Regions from separate parts of the Oryctolagus cuniculus genome. Here region 2 is linked to region 1. Evidence: chromatin contacts called from public Hi-C data. All regions are on one chromosome and are shown on one strand. The core of a region is the stretch at or near the end of the contact, and the rest is flanking DNA. Distances in the headings are between cores, read along the strand shown.

Evidence for each region. Hi-C and Micro-C count contacts between places; a contact is called where the count stands out from the background.
Region 2: a contact with region 1 is called in a Hi-C map of an unstated tissue, with 3 times the contacts expected there. The contact joins the enhancer-like site here to the promoter of THBD in region 1. A contact is called at or near these places in 2 of 6 Hi-C or Micro-C datasets (psoas muscle and an unstated tissue).

The regions. Positions count from the first base shown.
Region 1 is chr11:47,343,996-47,347,624 of mOryCun1.1, forward strand. THBD (thrombomodulin) reads right to left here and starts at 1,915. Exons shown (of 1, transcript NM_001082144.1): 1 at 1-1,915. The coding sequence starts at 1,765. The coding sequence ends at 23.
Region 2 is chr11:47,424,151-47,427,779 of mOryCun1.1, forward strand. No RefSeq gene overlaps it. Among named protein-coding and RNA genes, the nearest start is that of CD93, 49 kb to the left of the region's middle. Within about 2 kb of position 1,696, at least 5 of the 8 cell types and tissues checked have an H3K27ac peak or open chromatin away from gene starts, as enhancers often do.

The DNA of each region.
Region 1 (3,629 bases), core at 665-3,164:
GAGGGAGGGGCTCCCTTCCCCCTCAAGGCTTGGGCTGCGTCCGCTCGGTCCGCACCTGCTGCAGGACCACCTCCTTGGCAGGGGACGCGCACTTGTACTCCAGCTCGGCGCGCCCCGAACCCTGCTTCTTGCGCATGTGGCACAGGAGCGCCAGGAGCGCCACGACCAGGGACAGGCTGGCGATGGAGATGCCGATGGCCACGCCTGAGTGCACCGGCCCGGCGGCCGGCGGCGGAGCCGGGGTGGAGCCGGGCGCCCCGGAGCCTGGAGGCTCTCCGGAGCCGCCGTCGTCGCCGCCGTCGCCGCCGTCGCTCACCTGCGTAGGGTAGCATTCAGTGCTGACCTGGCCGGCCAGGGGCGAATCGGGCCCGCAAATGCACTCGTAGCTGCCGGGGAGGTTTCGGCACTCGTCCTGGCAATAGCCGTTGTCGCATTCATCGATGTCGGCGCACAGCGAGCCCTCGTCGAGGATGTAGCCTTCGGGGCACAGGCAGGTGCTCGGGTAGTTGGGGTCGCAGTCGGCCGGGCACGTCGTCTGGTTGCAGAACATCTGACAGCGGTGCGGCTCGTCCGGGACCGGGGCGAAGCCCTCGGCACAGATGCAGCGGTAGTTTTGGCCCAGCGGCAGGCATTGGTACTCGCAGTTGGTGCCGAAGCACGGGTCCAAGGGCTCCACGCACTCGCCGTCCACCAGGTCGAAGCCGGGGTAGCAGTGGCACTCGAAGCCACCCTGCGTGTTGACGCAGAGCTGCGGACACGGGTTGGGCACCAGGGCACAGTCGTCCACGTCCTCGCAGTGGTGCCCGTCGGCTGCCACCCGGTAGCCGGTCTCGCACATGCACATGTAGGAGCCGGACGCGTCCGAGGTGCGCACGCAGAAGTGCTCACACAGGTCGTGGCACGAGGGCGGCGCAGCGGGCGCGCAGGAGCGCCCGTCGGCCTGCGGGGCGGCGCCGTCCGGGCACAGGCAACGGGGAGCCCCAGCGCTCGCGTTGCACGCGAACTCGCAGCCGCCGTTCCCCACGCTGCAGTCCCAGGCTCCCGGGGCCTCCCGGCCCCAGCGCGCCTCGGCGGCCCCGGGCGGCGCGTAACAGGTCAGCTCCAAGCCGAGCGGTGCCACGGCGGCCGAGCTGCCCACGGGCAGCGCCTGGAAGTCGGCGCCGCGGGCCCCGAACGGCGTGCTGTAGGTGCTGGAGACGTGCGGCGCCGTGGCCGCCGCGGCGCCGGCCTCCACCAACAGGGGCCTGCATGAGGCCGCGAAGGGGAACTCGCAGAGGAAGCCGTCGACTTCAGTGCCGCACGGCAGCTCCTCCCAGGCCGGCTCGCCGGGGGCAGCGGCGCTCGCGGCCGAGACGGTGACGCACAACGGGCCGCACACTGGCGCGCCGCCGCCGTCCTGCCGCGCCCACCTGCTGTAGCTGGTGCGGTTGTCTCCGGTCACCCACTGGAAGCCGCGCAGGGGCCCGAGGTCCCCGGGGTGGCTGCAGCCGGTCGGGAGCTGCAGGCCAATCCAGAGGCGTGGGCTGTCGTCGCTCAGCAACAAGGAGATGACATCAGCGGCCACTGAGGAGCGCACGGTCATCAGGTGGCCCCCCAGGCGCTTGCAGGTCTGGCCGGCGGCGAGAAAGGTCGCGGGGCCCCGGAACAGAGCGAAGCAGTCGTGCTCCACGCACTGGCTGCCGTCGGGCTGCGGCTCTGCGTGCGTCGGGAGCCCCAGACCGGCCGGGGCCAGCGCGCCCAGCAGCAGGAGCAGGGCACGGAGCATGCCGCCGGGGCGCACCGCGCGCAGGCGCCGCCGGAGAAAGCGCGAGCGTTGCTTCGCGGCCCGGGCCGGGGCGGAGGGGCGTTGGGGGCAGCCGCTGCGGTCGGTCCTGGACGGGCGCTTCTCTGGCCCCGGCGCGGCCGCCTCTGACACGCCGCTCGGCCGCCGGGGCGCGAGTTTATAAGTGCGCGGCCCTCCCTCCCTGGACGTTCGGGAAAAGGAAGGAAGTGCCTGGTGGGAAGGGCTGATGTTGCATTCTCGGATTACTGGGTCCTCTGGACGCCTTGCGCCCGCCCTCGCTCCTGGGATCACCTCGTGGGGATGAGTAAACCCAGCCCGGGTGGAGCCCCGAGACCGCGGGCCCGCCCCCGACGCGTGCGGCCCCTCCCCAAACTTTCGGTTCTCTTGGCTAGTTTTCGTGAACGCTCACGCGGACTTGCAGGCCAGCTTGGATTGCTTCCAATGGGCGTGGGAGAGGGGCGTGAGCGCCGGGGACCTCGCGGTTCTGGAGACCTGGTGCCCTGCTCAAAGACAACCGGAGTCCACTAGGAGAGGGAGCCAGGCCTCGCCCGCCTCCCGGGGCCAGGGCTCCCGGCTAGGGAGGCGCGGGCGCGGTGGGGTGGGGCGGGGCGGGGCGGGCCGGCCGAGGCCACAGCGCCGCTTGGCAGCGTGGGAAAGCCGCGAGGTTGCTGTTGCGCTGCAGATGCACCCCTGGGGGCTGGCGAGTCGCGGAGCGCACCCATCCGGGGCTGTGCGTGTCCAACTTCTGGCACCCCTGACGGAGGTCGCAGGGAGGCGCTGTGGGCCCCAGGGGGCGCCTCGGGGAACCGTTTCCGCCCTGAGACCGAATGGACACCGGGCGGCCGTGGAAGTGCCACTTGCGGACGCCGGGCGGCGCCGTGGGTGGGCGGCAGGGTCTGTCGCTTTCCACCTTATCACGGGTATTCACTCACTAGGAATGCGGAGGGGTGTGTCCAATATGTAGCTCACAGAGAAAGACAAACCCGTTAAAATAAATAAATAAATAAATAAATAAATAAAGCAAGCAAGCACGCCCACCTGGAGTTCATCTGGTCATTTGCCCACCCCGGGCCACTGGCGACCAAGCACCAGGAGGCGGCGCTGTTGAACTCCAGACGAAACCAAAGAAATTGGAGGTCTCAAAACCTGTCCAGCGAACAAGGGTTAGGAGTGTGGGGAGCGCAGGGGCCTGGCCCCGCGTGGATTCCGTGGCTGCGCGTCGGGTCTCCCTGGGCCAACAGAGCTCAGGCTTCAAAAGGGACCAGGGCTGTGTGGCATCTTCACGTGCCAAAGACAAGCGCCGGGCTGGGCGGAGAGGGGATCGGGCTGTACTGACCGGCAGTGACCGCAGGGGCGGGGCGTGGACAGCCCGACCCGGTGCCCAGGGGTGGAGGCTGAGCGCTGTGCCCTGCGGGGCTTCCACAGGAGCGTCCCGCCTGGGGGCTGCCCCCATCTCACCAATGAGGACAGCGCAGGAGTGCAGCTGGATGCTGAGGTCTGAGCTCCAGCAACTTGGAGCAGAAACCCCTGGAGATGAGGAAATCGGGCTGCTTTGGCCGAGCCACTGGTCGTGACTTGGTTGCAAACAGCCTGCCCAGGGAGGTGGGCGCTGCAGCAGGGCTGGCCGGGGGTGCAGCCAGTCCTGGAGCGGGCGTGGTTTCCCATGGGAGCAGAACCCCAGTGAAAATTTCCTGGAAGGAGGAGACACAAGACAGGACAGCCCTAGCTGTCATAACAGCATCCAGTGCACCGTGACGGTGAAAACCTGGGTCCCTTGTTCAACCACTAGAAGTTTTGAGACTGTGGCAGCTGAGTGACAAACTGAAACAGAGGCCCCCAAGAGGGA
Region 2 (3,629 bases), core at 446-2,945, 80 kb after region 1:
AGGAGAGGAGATAGAGAGAAAGAGATCTTCCATCTGATCTGCCCAAATGGCTGCAATGGTTGGGGCTGAACCAGGCCTGAGCCAAGAGTCAGGAGCTTCCTCTGGTTCTCCCACATAGGTGGCAGGGGTCCAAGCACTTGGGCCATCTTCTGCTGCTTTCCCAGGTGCATCAGCAAGGAGCTGGATCGGAAGTGGAGCATCCGGGATTCGAACCAGCGCCCACATGGGCTGCTGGCATCGCAAGCAGTGGCTTACCCCACTGTACAACACCAGCCTTCTCATGAACTTTGGGACGCACCCGCACGTGTGTGTGATTCCATGTGCATAGAATGCAAATCAATCTCTAGCAGAACAAAGCTACTCAGTGGTATCCTGGACCCAGGATGAGGAGGCTGGCCCCCAAGGAGAGCAGAGCCATGGAAGTGATACACACGTTAAATGGGTACAGTTTGCTGCCCTTTAATTCTTCCTGTAAATTTGATGAACAAAAACAATCAAACAGACCAACAAGAATAACCTCCGTGCTCTCCATGGAGAAAGAGCAGCCCAGGTCTGCTTTGTGTTCCAGGATATTTGCCATTCCATCCACGGTCACATCAAAGTGGTGGTGGGAGGCCTTGGACTTGGACGGACCGGAGCTCATGCCCAGCAGCTGAGCCCAGTGAACCACAGGAGGCTGTGCAGCCGAGCAGGCTGCTGCCACCAGTCAGGGTCAGGTCATCTCAACACGGTGCTTCCCTTTCCTGCCCAGGCTGTGGGTCACATGGTTGCACAGTGTCCCCAGAGCTTGCTCTGTCTCTGGGGGCTGCCAATGCACGGATCAATTTTTTTGGTTGTTTCTTAACTCTGCTTGTTTTGCTCTGTTTGTCATCAAACAAACTCTTGGAAACCTTTAAAGTCTCGGGAGTGTTTCCTTTTAACAGGAAATAATGGCTGAAAGTGGAGGCGCACTGACTGTACTAGGCCTCCTGGGGGGAGGGGCATGGCTTGTGCCAATAAAACTTTATCAACAACAGAAGACTTGGCTGGATCTGATCGGTGGGCTGCACATAGGCAACCTCCCAGGCTCAAGGAACTCTGGTAAGTCTGCCTGCCACGGCCCCTGGGGCCTGAGCCTCCACCCCCAGGCTGTGAGAGGGGCACGACTGAGGGTGCACCATGATGGCTCAGCAAACACCTGTCGTTAATAATGACCAAGACTTGGGGCCAGCAACTGGTCCAGTGGGTTAAGCCACTGCTGGTGATGTTTGCAACCCATATGAGAGCACTGGTTCTGAGATCTGTCTGCTGCACTTCTGATCCAGCTCCCTGCTAATGGCCTAGGTTGGGCCCCTACACCTGTGTGGTAGACCCTGATGAAGCTCTTGGCTCCTGGCTTCAGCCTAGCCCAGCTCTGGTCATTGCAGTCAGCTGAGGAATGAACAGAAAGATGGAAGATTCTCTCTCTCTCTCCCCCCACCCCCACCCTCCCTCCCTCTCTCTCACTCTGCCTTTCAAAGAAATAAATAAATCTTCGAAAAAGGAACATAAAAATGAAAAAACCATGACCTGGGAGGGCCAGGGCGCCCCTGGCGGCTAGGAAGAGAAACACACCGCCCCTCCCCTCTGAGCCCTGGGGACAGGCGGACGCCCCACCCGGGTTTCTCAACAGGAGCCAAAAAGGAAGTTAAGCAAAGAGAAAGGGCAAGCGAACACGTGAGGCTGTGTTGCAGCAACGTCGGGGGTGACTCAGCCCGCAGCTCCGGAGGCTCCCGCTCTGGGCGTCCGCACGCGTCCCCACCAGGACTCCGCCCGCCACACCCAGGTCTTTCAGCCGCTACCAGGCAACAAGACAGCAACGCCCCGTCCCCTGGGGATCCCACAAGGCTTCAGTTCCAACAGCCTCTGGCCTGGTTTTGAAACGGACTCCCGCCTCCCAGCACTGCCTTGCAGGAGGCAGACGCCCACACCACACCCACCCCTGTTTCATTGGGGACGCCATGTGGGGTCACAGCCGCAGGTGCAGAGCAGGAGCCTGGCCAGAGCAGCCATGCTTCTAGGCACTGCGCAGGGGTGCTGGGACACCCTTGAGTGAGACCTCTGCTTTCCTGTGATGCGGGAGAAAGAGACAGATGGACCCGGTGAGCTCAGGGATCCAGGTGGTGCCCCCAGCCAGGGGACCTGAGTGCTGGAGGTTGGGGCAGGAGAATCAGGCCATGTGGCCGTTGGCCAGGGACGACTCGGGTCTGTGGGGGCCCCAGGAGGCAGAGACTGAGGAAGACACCTCAACTTTGGCCCAGCTGAGAACTGGAGAGAGAGGACCTGTGTGTCCAAGAGTGGAGGGGGTGGGCACTGGGTGTAAGGGTGAGAGTCCAGGGTCCTGCACTACAGGAGGCCTTATCAGGGGATGGGGCCAGGGGGCTGGGGAAGGAGCGCTGAGCAGGGAGGGTTGGTATCCAGGATAGCCAGGTTCCCACTCAGCTGGGGCCTGAAGAAGGGTCTGGAGACCTGGGGCCAGCGCTGTGGTGCAGTGGGTTAGGCTGCCGTCTGCAGTGCCTGCATCACATACAGGCACCAGTTCAAGTCCCAGCTGCTCCACTTCTGATCCAGCTCCCTGCTCATGCACCTGGGAAGGCAGTGGAGGATGGCCCAAGTGCTAGAGCCCCTGAACCCACGTGGGAGACCCAGAGGAAGCTCCTGGCTCCTGGCTTTGGATCAGCCCAGCTCTGGCTGCTGCAGCCATTTGGGAGTGAACCAGTGGATGGAAGATCTCTCTCTCTCTCTTTCTTTCTCTGTAATTCTGTCTTTCAAATAAATAAAATATTTTTAAAAGCATCTGGAGACCCCATGAGGTCTGTGGGCAGGCTGGAAGGGCGGGCTCTGGGCCCTGGAGCCAACCGCAGGTTTAGGAGGTGGGCAGCCCAGGGTGTGGGGTCCATGCACTGGAGGGCCGCGCCTGCAGGTTCTGCTGCTGCACACAGTGGTAGACCATGAACTTGAGGGGCCTGTGGCCCAGCAGGAGGCCTTTCCTGGTTTGGCAGCCTTGGTGGAAACAGGAGGTGAGGTGTGGACACCTGTGCTGCATCCTCACCTGACCCTGTGCTAGGGGCACCCATGATCCTGCCGAAAGCTGACCCAAAAGTAGGGGGTGATGCACAGGAGGCACCCAAAACGCTCAGGACCCAGGCCCAGGCAACATAGCCCCTACACAAGCTTCCAGGGTCCACAGCCAGGGTGCAGTCCGGGAGGTCTTCCCGAGGGAGGAGAGACATGAACAGGACTCCGTGAAGGACAGAGGATGACGTGCAGGGTGAGAGAGCGGCTGAGGGTGAACAATTGGGAGAGAGGAGACTCTTGGAGGCCAAGGCCCTCTCCCCAGGCCGCTCCTGACAAGGTCCTTGTCACCCCGAGAGCATTCCGCTGGTGTCTGTCCCTACCAGATTTTGAGTCTCTGCAGAGCCCTGATTTCTCTCATCTGCTTTCATAAGATAAGGAGATCAGAAGCCAGAAGCAGACTTCTCAGACCACAACTGGGCTGACAGCTGTGGGGTTCCACGTCCCTTCCCCTTCTCTGCCTCCCCCCACCATCCTAGCTGATGCGAAAGAGGAGAAGGGAGCCCAGAAAAGCATCTTGGTGATAACTCTCAGGC